Regions from separate parts of the Zea mays genome. Here all the other regions are linked to region 1. A link is a contact called in public Hi-C data. All regions are on one chromosome and are shown on one strand. Each heading gives the region's core, a stretch centred on a gene start, on an enhancer-like site or on the middle of the called end of the contact. The rest is flanking DNA. Distances are from core to core; before and after follow the strand shown.

Region 1 (3,807 bases), core at 687-3,186:
AGAGTGCGCACACCGGCGAGGGGCCCTACGGGTAGTGCCATGCCTCAACCATGCTCTTTCTCACTTGAGTTAGAGGAGAACGTGGAGAAGTTTCGCTTGTGAAGGGAGAGGGAGAAGAGAACGTCGCGCCAAGGAGAAATACTAGTTAGAATTTCCCCGGTGGCAGTGAAAATCTTGCATTTTATATGATTTGGGATTGAACACAGAGGCACTATGACCATCAGATTAGCATCCAAGGGCACATGGTGACCAAGCCTACTTTTTGCCCATGTGGGGAAATGCTCTCATGACCTAGAACCATGTTGCAGCGTAGCGTTCACGTGGAGGGGGGAGGGCTGACAGGTCATCTAGACTGGATCAATATAGGCTGGATGCCCTTAAAGCATAGTGCCAACGGTAACTTTGTTTAATCTTTTTTATTTTTCTATCGTTTGTAGGAGAATAATGATGTAAATATTTGTGCACTATTTTATCTCAAGAAAAACTGAGAAAAGTTATGTTAGTGCTTACTAAGTTTTGAAGTTTAACTTTATAAAGTTTTAGCTAAGTTTTTATGTTGAATATAATTGTTTTTTCACCTCTTTAAATTATAATTGTTGGTCACTTGTTCTCAAATGATGTGAATCAAGAACAAGGCAACACATTTGCTAGGTATTAAGAACCTTCGTCTTCCGAAACATTACCTCCTCGCAGATATAATGATCATTAGACGAAGGTCATGAAGGACATGTCTGCATCATGTTATAGATAAATAAGAATACACAAGGATAAATATAATGAGTACACCTCATTAATCCATTCGTATCTGCATTCCATAAAGTATATATGAGTATTAACAAAATATATATTACATTGATACCTTCGGCTTGCTCGAAGGCACTGACGCGGGGGAGATTACAATTCAGCGTGAACAATACGGTGCTACTGTTCATCTATTTATAGGCACGGGACGCAGCCCGGGTAAAATTACATTTATGCCCCTGACATTCATCTATAATCATAACACAGATCATTGAGGACTGAGTAGTCTTTGTCTCTTTTCGGTCATCATCATACTTGGTCTTCGTCATCACATCAAACCAAAGCTCTTCGGCTATAGCTTCATCATCCATTCTTATCACCTTCGGGCTACATCTTCAACCTGATCTACGTGCTACTACGAGGTCGTGAGATCGAAAACAACTAAAGTTGTAGCTACGGTTGATAGGATAGGGTTTTCTGAAGTTTTAGATGATCAAACAGTTTGAAAGTATATTCTATATTAATTAACATAAATCATATGAAAATAATATTCTAAATAAATACATAATTCAATTATAATCTAAGTTATAACGGGAGTAGAGGTCATATTCTAGTCAAATTATAAGTATAGCCAGGTTATAAACGTAGATAGGTTAATTTTGATTAGCATGTTCAATTTACTAAACATAAATTTAAACTATATCCATAAAAAAATATGCGACATGATAAAACTAATGTTGTTATTGTGTGGAAGATGTCATTATGAAACCATCGCAATTGGAACGGAGTAAATCGGAGTTAAAACGGATGTTATATGGGCTAAACAAGATTCTAGGTTATTTAGGGTTAATTTTATACCTAAAAACGGCTTCCAGGGGTTTATATGCAAAGTATCCATTAAATTCTATTTTCTTTACAATGAGAAACAGACAGCGGATTAGTTTCCAATTTCCAGGAGGGCTCTTATGCAAAGTGTCCGATCCAGAGGGGTATCTGTGATCCCTATCCATCCGATATCCTACCGAAGGCTCAGATTAGATCTAGTTTATAGTTAACTGGTACATCAAACTGCGGCCACTCGATTTCCATCAAACGACAATGATTCGACGTCGCGAAAAGTTACTCTCTCATCTAATCGTAACTGTCGATGCACAGATCCATGACCATGGGACAATAAAGCAATGGAGGGTTATCACGACCGCACGTATCTAATCAAAGGGCCATGAGGCCATCGTCGTCCTCACCACCGCTCGGGACGGTGGTGCAGGCACCGCCGCGATGGGGGAGGTCCCTGGTGAGCACAAAGGCGACCGCCTCGAGGCATACGTCATCCGATCGACAAGCTCAATAGGAAATGGGGATCGCGAGAAAATCGGTAGGAGCTAGCTTAGCAAAAATTGAGCAGCATGGAGCTCAGGCGGCGACATATGGCAGCCTGGCGGCTGGGGAATTACTCCGACAAGAAAATTCACACCAAGCTGCAGCTTCCGACACCCGAAACGACCACGATCAAGGTCAGTGCTCCCTAGTGAAGCGCCCAGGAAACCGCAGAAGCTGCGGCGACGACGCAATCGTAAATCTACACGCGGCGGTGACACTCTTTGCCTCCCCCCGCTCGGCTCTCGGTACTCTGGTGGCGGCTTCTGTCGCGACTTCAGGGGATGAGCAGGGTCCTGGGTTGTATATATATTCCATGAAGGATTCCCTATGGGGGCGAGCAAACGGATCCTCCCGAACTCTAAGGATTTCTGTTGGTTTGTTATGTTTTTGCTCGCACATCACGATGAAGGAAGGGAGCAGGAGATCCTACCCAATACGGCCCGCCTGTCAGTGACTCCCGCGAGGCTGCATTGGGGAAGGCTGGCTAGTGGGCCCTGCATGTTAGTGTGAGGTGGGTGACACGCGTTCAGAAGTCCGGACACGACACGGTAGGTGAGGGAGAGCGGAGAGGGACTGCAAGTGGGGCCCAAACGTCGGCTTGACCTAGACGTGGAGGTGTGCAGCAGTGGGCTTTGGAGGTAGATGAGTGGGCCGGGCAAAGGGGAATTCGGTCCAGGTAAGCAGGTAGTTTTTTTATATTTTCTTTTATGTTTCCTTTACCAATCTCAATTTAGATTCAAATTCAAATATGAGTTTCAATTTCTAATCTAAATGCAACATCCAAAATCATGAAGGCAAAGTACATATTTTTATAGCCTTATATATATTTATTTCAATTATTTTGTTTCCTTTGTTTAGTTAAAGGTTCAAAGTATATTATGCCTTTTTTTTCTTTTTAGGAATAATTATTACTCTTGAGTGTGTTTGATCAAATCCCAAGTAAGAAGAAAATTAAATATTCATTACCTTACTTGTTTACGGAAAAACAATGTTTTCTCTTTTACCAAGAGCCACTTTATCTTGAATATATTTAAGGGTATTCTTTAAATTTCTTGCAGAGAATAACTTGTCCTCTCTTTTCTCTTTTATTTCCAAATTCTAAAGTTTGAAACTTAAATTTATCTCACAATTTGAATATAAATGCAAACATACAAGAACCCAGCATGGAATGCACATTCACGTATTTATTTATTTGTCATTTGGCTACTTTACTTCCTTTAGTTGACAATGCACAAAGAAAGGAAGATCAAGAAATCCTAAAAATTCTAGCAGAGAAGTATATTTATTTATTTATCCTATTAACTTTCTCTTATACCAATTTCGGGCATTACAGCAGACAAAGCTGCTAAATCGACTGATGCCGAAGCTACCGTTGCAGCCAAAGATGAAAATCTCACAACCACTCTGTCCAAAATGGACAGACTTATATCAGACGTGGTTGTGGAGAAAGAGGTAGCTGCAGTAGTTTCTGATAAGGGGAAGAAAGTTGAAGAAACCTCTTCGGAAGGAGCGAATTTCGACCTACGGCACTTGGGCGGCCAACAGCTCTTCGAAAAGGACATATCAGAGCTAAAAGAATTTGCTATCTCCTGCGGCTACCAGCCGGGGTCAATGCTCTTCGGTTGGGTCAATGAAGAAGTTGTGGGATGCATCCGCGACCGCGCTGGTGCTAAAATTATAAGCACC
Region 2 (3,807 bases), core at 920-3,419, 350 kb after region 1:
ATTTACCATCAGAACAAACATCCAAACACTTTAGATAAAGAAAATATATTTTTTGTCTTAGGTCTCCTATCTCTTTAGGGAGTCTTAAATGTAGGATTCCAAGGTGTGAAATCCTTCTTGTCTTTCTAGAGTAGAAAAGATAAGAATAGTCAGAGTAGAACAACCAAAGGCAAGACATGATCAAGAAAAGTATAGAAAGAATCAGAGTAAAGGTAAGTAGGTAAGGGTTTCGTCTAGTTCTATCTAAGTTTCGTTCTACAATCAACAGTTCCTTTGATACCACTTTTGTCACACCCGGATTTAAGGGATAAAGTCGGGTACGTCTCATATGTGCGCCAAAGAAGAACATCACATATAATCACAAAGTGTATAGAGATAAATGTCACAAATATCATTAATACATAGCAGAAGTCTTACAAAAATAGATGATAACAATAAAGCAAGGGTGAGCTCGTACTCTTCGTTGGCACCATAAAGCTAACTAGAAGACGCCACCTAGATAAGCTTGTACTCTTCGTTGTAAGGCTCCTCCTGGACCACATGTTCTTCTCCTGTGGGGGGGGGGGTTTATATATCGCAAGGGTGAGCTCATAAAAGATCATAGCTCAACAAGTTGTGGGGAATAATGTGCATGAACTCACCAAAGGTGGGAGCTCATGTGAAGTGTAAGGCTGATCAACAAATAAGGGTTGAAGCTGACCATTGCTTTTAATAAATTGGTCAAGTTTTATTAGTAGTTACTAAATGTAAGTAAATACCAAACCAGAGTAATAATAGATCAAAAGTAATAATAAAACCACAATGCGATGCAAATGACAAATTGAATTTAATTCCATAAATTAATCATGCGAGAGTCATGATCTGCTCATGACCGCGAGCACGGCTAGTATACCAGTTTTACACTCTACAGAGGTTGTACCCTTTACCCACAAGTCATGTCACCCGGTTGCCAAGGGGTCTAGAAGTCCCATTCATCTCTACCGAGGATATGAGGCAGGGTAACACTATGAGGCCTTTATAAAGTTCCACTAGCTTTAGAAAACCCGCTACAATTTTAGGGAGCGCAATGCAGGAATCCCCTGTCTGACCGCCATCGCAGCAAAATCAACTAGAGAACCTCCCTACACCGACAACTCCCCTACTGCCCTTGCCCCTTTCGGATAAGGTAGACCTCCACTACCTTTTCTAATTAGTCAGCCAAGGCGTCCCATTCCACCCTTGTGGTGGCACATGTTTGTCAAGTTAATCTCCATGTTCCAATTAACATAATAGTCTTATTATGAACAAAATAGAAAGATTATAATAAAGAATGAGCATGTGTAATAGTTATCTCAACACCCAAACCACATATAGCAATAGCAAAGACTACCCAAAAGTTCAGGGGTAAACCAGGTGTAAAGATGACCAAACTAGGGTGACATATTGGGTCCCATCAAAATTAAGCCTATGCATGCCAAAATGAATATAGAGAACATTATTGGATAAATAAAAGTGGTCAAGGGCACAACTTTCCTTTAATGAGCTCCTGCTCAGCAATTTCCACCTGCTAGGTACCGGGATCCTCGATCACTTGCTCGTCTACTTGAAACAATACAAACAAACATAGTATAAGGGAAATTAACATCACACCAAACAAAGAGATATAATGCATGATAATATTCTATACATCGTGACGAGATCGTAGGTTCAAGAATCACTAAATTCGGAGTAACGAATGATAGGTTATGATTTTCCGAAGGTTTTATGTGTTTGGTACAAAAATAACCAAGTGATCAATTTTAATCTAGGTTTCATGCTAAAACAGAGTTACCAAGTGATAAACAATATTATTACCAAATTAATGCATCTGGAATGGGTTAAAAAGGAGTTAAATAAATTTTATATGAATTAAACAAGTTTTGGGATTATTTTTACACTAAAAATCATTTTCTATATTAATTCCTCTGATTTATTAAGTGTCTGGACCGCGTGCACAAATACCAGGAAGTTCAGGGACTAACTCATAAAATTCCCAAGACTTAGATTTAAACTCTTTACTATGCTCAATGCTATGCGGGTTAGTTCCTATTTTTCTCGGGGTTCTTTTGCAAAACGTATGACTGAAAGGGTATCGGCTGATACTATCCATCTGATCTCCCCTGAACGGCCCAGATTAGATTTATTAACCAGCGAACCGGTACGCGATGCCGACCCCAGGATCTAAAATCTACGGCACGGATCTTACTTGCCCCGGAGTCGCCCCGATCCGCCCTATCGGATCTTAATGGTTCTGATCCCCTTGCCCCAATCGTTACGCCAGGATCCAATCTTAGCCGTCGCTACGGAATCCAACGGTGCCAGCAATCCCATGGTCGCCCCCGACGCCCCTGTTGACCGAACCAGGGCGACGCCGTCGGCATTCCGCGGTAGTGATGATTCCGGTGACACCGCGATCATCCCCTGGCGCGCCCCCGGTACCCCGACACGAATTATCATGTTGATCCGCCATCAGCCCATCTGTCGAACGCCAGAAGACCACTAATTGGTCAGTTGGTCACCCGGTATACCTGCCCCCGAGAGACACGGATCACTGGCCACCACCAAACGCCGATGAGCAATTCAAGGCTATCCCGCGAGTTATACCTAGCCTAGGGCTACGCGACATGAAGTCCATTACCAGGATGAGGGCTCGGGTAGGTACATACCAAAGGGAAAGCGTAGCAGGTGGTTGTCCACGATACAAGGCGGACGCGCGGTGATTCTTGTCACCGACGAGCTCCCCCCTGGTGCCCTAGCCACCAAATCGGCCCGCCCCAAGATCCAGGTGTACACCACGCGGCCAACGACGAGTCGCCTACGGCACCACAGTTGCCACGTCGGTGAAGCGGCCAACTCTGGTGATGCTCTACCCTCCTCTACGCGAGATTGCCGGCACTGGTTGTTTGGGTAGATAGTGGTGACCGAACGGACAGGTGGAGAGGGGCAACCTATTTAACAGTACCAGACGACCCTAACTACGGCACATCAGCCTAATCCGTTGCATGATTGTCGAAATCCGCGACGGAGAGTTCGGACAAGCGCGGCGTCGCGGTTAGCTGGAAGACGAGAGTTTCTGCCCACCGCAGCCCACTTGTTAGCGAGACAGACACGACGCAGAGTGAAGATCGGCTGACGCGCGGGCCCCATATGCAGTGGCGCCCGGCGCGTCTAGCTGACGAGAGGGGCCGGGGTGTCGGCGCACTGGCCCAGTTGGGCTGCGTGTGGAGACGCAGATGCACCCATTTCTTTTTTTCTTTTCTTTTCTGTTTTCTTTTCTCTTTATTTTTGAATCTCAAATTTAAATCCATGTTTTGTTGTGAGTTTTTGTATCTAGATCAAATGTACAAATTGAACATACCAGTATGGAAGGATTTTATTTATTTATATATTTATTTTCTTTATTTTATATAGTATTTCCCTTCTCTTTCTCCAAATTCTAAATTGCAAATTAGGTCTTAAATTCTAATTTGGACATTAATGTATTTCTATTAGTATTATTGTTATTATTATTAAATGCACACACAAATAAACTCCAACATGATGCATAGATTATTTATGTGTCATTGGTTAATTGTTCAGTTTAATTATGGTTATTCCTATGTTCTAATAAGGAGAGGGCAAAACATATAATGAGATCAACTCTTTTCTTATTATTTACAATCTAGGTATGACACGTAGAGGTCAATGACTTTCGTCCCATAAGCCTTATTCACAGTTTTACTAAAATTGTCTCCAAGGTGCTAGCAGTTCGTCTTGCTCCAAAATTGTCCAATTTGGTCGCTACAAGTC
Region 3 (3,807 bases), core at 467-2,966, 300 kb after region 1:
TGTAATTTGGGTATTAACATATTTATTTATTTATTTTTACATTGTTGTCACAAAATGCACACAACATAAAGCCTCAGCATGATGCACAATTTTAATGAGTTTTATTAATCCTTTGTTTTTAAATGAGTTGTTCACATGAAATGATAAATAGAGATGGAATATAATTTCTCCTTTTACATTTTTCTTACAAAGTGGGTATTACATAATGCATGATAATATTCTATACATCGTAACGATATCGTAGGTTCAAGAATCACTAAATTCGGAGTTACGTATGATAAGTTATGATTTTCCGAATATTTTATGTTTTTGGTACAAAAATAACCAAGTGATCAATTTTAATCTAGGTTTCATGCTAAAACAGAGTTACCAAGTGATAAACAATATTGTTACCAAATTAATGCAACTGGAATGGGTTAAAAAGGAGTTAAAATAAATTTTATATGAATTAAACAAGTTCTGGGATTATTTAAACACTAAAAATCATTTTCTATATTAATTCCTCTGATTTATTAAGTGTCTGGACTGCGCGCACAAATACCAGGAAGTTCAGGGGCTAACTCATAAAATCCCCAAGACTTAGATTTAAAATCTTTACTATGCTCAATGGACTGCGGGTTAGTTCCTATTTTTCTCAGGTTTCTTTTGCAAAACGTCTGATTGAAAGGGTATCGGCTGATACTATCCTTCCGATCTCCCCTAAACGGCCAAGATTAGATTTAACTAGCGAACTGGTACGCGATGCCGACCCTAGGATCCAAAATCTACGGCACGGATCTTATTTGCCCCGGAGTCGCCTTGATCCGCCCGATCGGATCTTAACGGTTCTGATCCCCTTGCCCCAATCGTTACGCTAGGATCCAATCTCAGCTGTCGCTACGGAATCCAACGGTGCCAGCAACCCCATAGTCACCCTAATTGACCGAACCAGGGTGGCGCCGCCGGCATTCCGTGGTGTTGACGATTCCGGTGACCCTACGATCATCCCCTCGCGCCCCCCCCCCCCTACCCCGACGCGAATTATCATGTTGATCCGCCCTTAGCCCATCCACCGAACGCCAGAAGACCACTAATTGGTCACCCGGTATACCTGCCCCCGAGAGACGTTGATCACTGGCCGCCACCGAACGCAGATGAGCAATTCAAGGCCATCCCGCGAGTTATAACCAGCCTAAGGCTACGCGACATGAAGTCAATTACCAGGATGAGGGGTCGGGTAGGTACATACCGAAGGGAAAGCGTTCACAGGTGGTTGTCCACGATGCAGGGGGGAAGCGCAGCGATTCTTGTCGCCGACGAGCTCCCCCTGGCGCCCCAGCCACCAAATCGACCCGCCCCAAGATCTAGGTGTACACCACGCGGCCGACGTCGAGTCTCCTACGGCACCGCAGTTGCCACGTCGGTGAAGCGGCCAACTCCGGTGATGCTCTGCCCACCTCTACGCGAGATTGCCGGCACTAGTGGTTTGGGTAGATAGTGGTGACCGAACGGACATGTGGAGAGGGGGCGACCTATTTAACAGTACCAGACGGCCCCGACTGCGCCACATGGGCCCAATCCGTTACACGATTTCCGAAATCCACGGCGGCGAGTTCGGACAAGCGCGGCGTCGCGGTTAGCTGGAAGACGGGAATTTCTGCCCACCGCGGCCCACTTGTCAGTGAGACAGAAACAGCACAAAGTGAAGACCGGCTGGCGCGCGGGCCCCATACGCAGTGGCGCCCGGCGCGTCTGGCTGACGAGGGGGGCTGGGGTGTCGGTGCACGTGCACATGCCCAGTTGGGCTGCGTGGAGACGTAGATGGGCAGGCGCCGGTGAATCTAGCCCAAAGCGCCATTTCTTTTTTGCTTTTCTTTTCTCTTTATTTTTGAATCTCAAATTTAAATCCAAGTTTTGTTGTGAGTTTTTGTTTCTATATCAAATGTACAAATTGAACATACCAGTATGGAAGGATTTTATTTATTGATATATTTATTTTCTTTATTTTGCATAGTATTTTCCTTCTCTTTATCCAAATTCTAAATTGCAAATTAGGTCCTAAATTCCAAATTGGACATTAATGTATTTCTATTAATATTATTGTTATTATTATTAAATGCACACACAAATAAGCTCCAACATGATGCATAGATTATTTATGTGCGATTGGTTAATTGTTCACTTTAATTATGGTTATTCCTATGTTCTAATAAGTAGAGGGCAAAACATATAATGAGATCAACTCTTTTCTTATTATTTACAATCTGGGTATTACAAATCCTACCCCCCCTTAAAATAATCTCGACCTCGAGATTAGGAGGAACTAGGGAAAAGATGGGGAAATTCTATTCGAAGCCCTTCTTCTCTCCCAAGTAGCCTTATCTTCACCATGGTGACTCCATTGCACTTTGCACTTTTTGATCACTTTATTTCTTGTAACCCGAGTTATAGTGTCAATGATCTTGATAGGATACTCCGTGTAAGTTAGATCGCCTTGCACACTAAGTTCTTCCATTGGTAACTGTTCCTCTGGGACACGGAGATACTTCTTGAGTTGAGACACGTGGAACACATCATGCAGATCAGACAAATGATCTGGTAGCTCAAGCTGGTACGCCATCTCCCCAACTCGCCTAAAGATTCTGAAGGGTCCAATAAAGCAAGGGGATAGCTTGCCTTTAACTTTGAATCTTCTCATTCCACGAATTGGTGACACCTTGAGGTACACGTGGTCACCCTCCTCAAATTCCAGTGGTCTTCTTCGGTTATCAACATAGCTCTTCTACCGAGTCTGTGTTATCCTCAAGTTCTCCCGGATCATCCGCACTTCTGCCTCTTGAATAATCTCAGGCCCAAAGAACTGCCTTTCACTAGTCTGATCCCAATATAGAAGAGTTCTGCACTTTCTGCCATATAAAGCTTCAAATGGTGACATTTTCAGACTGGCCTGGTAACTATTATTATAAGAGAACTCAGCATACGGTAGACTCTTGTCCCAACTGCCCCCATGCTTAAGGGCACAAGCTCTTAACATATCCTCAAGTACTTGGTTAGTTCTCTCAGTCTGGCCATCAGTTTGGGGGTGATAGGCCGAGCTGAAGTTCAACTTTGTATCCATGTTCTCATGAAGGATCTTCCAAAATCTTGAGGGTAAATTGAGATCCTCGGTCAGAAACAATCTTCTTCGGTACACCGTGTAAGCACACAATTCAAGCCATGTATAACTCTGCCAACTGAGAACCCTTGTAAGTAGTCTTGACCAGAATGAAGTGAGCCACTTTGGTTAATCTATCCACGATCACCCATACGGAATCATACCCTTTCGGGGTGCGAGGCAACCTGACAATGAAATCCATACCAATTTATTCCCACTTCCATTCGTGTACCTTTAACAGGTGTAGCCGTCCAGCTGGTCTTTGATGTTTAGCTTTGACTCTTTGACATACATCACACACAACCACGTGTGCAGCTACATCTCTTTTCAGCCCATACCACCAATATTTCTGCTTCAGATCTTGATACATCTTGGTGCTACTAGGATGAATAGAATAATCTGAGCCATGGGCCTCCTTTAGTATGGCCTCACGGAGGCTGTCAATCTCAGGAACACATATTCGGTTCTTGAACCATATTGTGCCTTGCTCATCCTTCATGAAGTCTGGACCTCTACCTTCAGCCATCAGATCTTTGATTTCTTGGATTTTAGCATCACTGATCTGACCCTTGCGTAAATCTTGCTCCAAGGTAGGTTCCACTTCGATAGTGATCCCTTAAGTATGTGCAGTTATTCCCAGGTTGAGTCATTTAAAATCTTCTACTAACTCATCA

What was found. A called contact is a pair of places that touch in the nucleus more often than the background predicts.
Region 2: a contact with region 1 is called in a Hi-C map of bundle sheath, with 2.7 times the contacts expected there. The contact joins two enhancer-like sites. A contact is called at or near these places in 2 of 25 Hi-C or Micro-C datasets (bundle sheath and endosperm).
Region 3: a Hi-C map of leaf mesophyll shows a contact between it and region 1, with 2.8 times the contacts expected there. The contact joins two enhancer-like sites. A contact is called at or near these places in 2 of 25 Hi-C or Micro-C datasets (bundle sheath and leaf mesophyll).

The regions. Positions count from the first base shown.
Region 1 is chr1:152,299,490-152,303,296 of Zm-B73-REFERENCE-NAM-5.0, forward strand. No RefSeq gene overlaps it. Among protein-coding and RNA genes, the nearest start is that of LOC103639495, 51 kb to the left of the region's middle. Within about 2 kb of position 1,937, at least 20 of the 20 cell types and tissues checked have an H3K27ac peak or open chromatin away from gene starts, as enhancers often do. A contact at or near this core is called in bundle sheath and leaf mesophyll, where this site is marked.
Region 2 is chr1:152,652,807-152,656,613 of Zm-B73-REFERENCE-NAM-5.0, forward strand. No RefSeq gene overlaps it. Among protein-coding and RNA genes, the nearest start is that of LOC103639529, 80 kb to the left of the region's middle. Within about 2 kb of position 2,170, at least 18 of the 20 cell types and tissues checked have an H3K27ac peak or open chromatin away from gene starts, as enhancers often do. A contact at or near this core is called in bundle sheath, where this site is marked.
Region 3 is chr1:152,603,930-152,607,736 of Zm-B73-REFERENCE-NAM-5.0, forward strand. No RefSeq gene overlaps it. Among protein-coding and RNA genes, the nearest start is that of LOC103639529, 31 kb to the left of the region's middle. Within about 2 kb of position 1,717, at least 19 of the 20 cell types and tissues checked have an H3K27ac peak or open chromatin away from gene starts, as enhancers often do. A contact at or near this core is called in bundle sheath and leaf mesophyll, where this site is marked.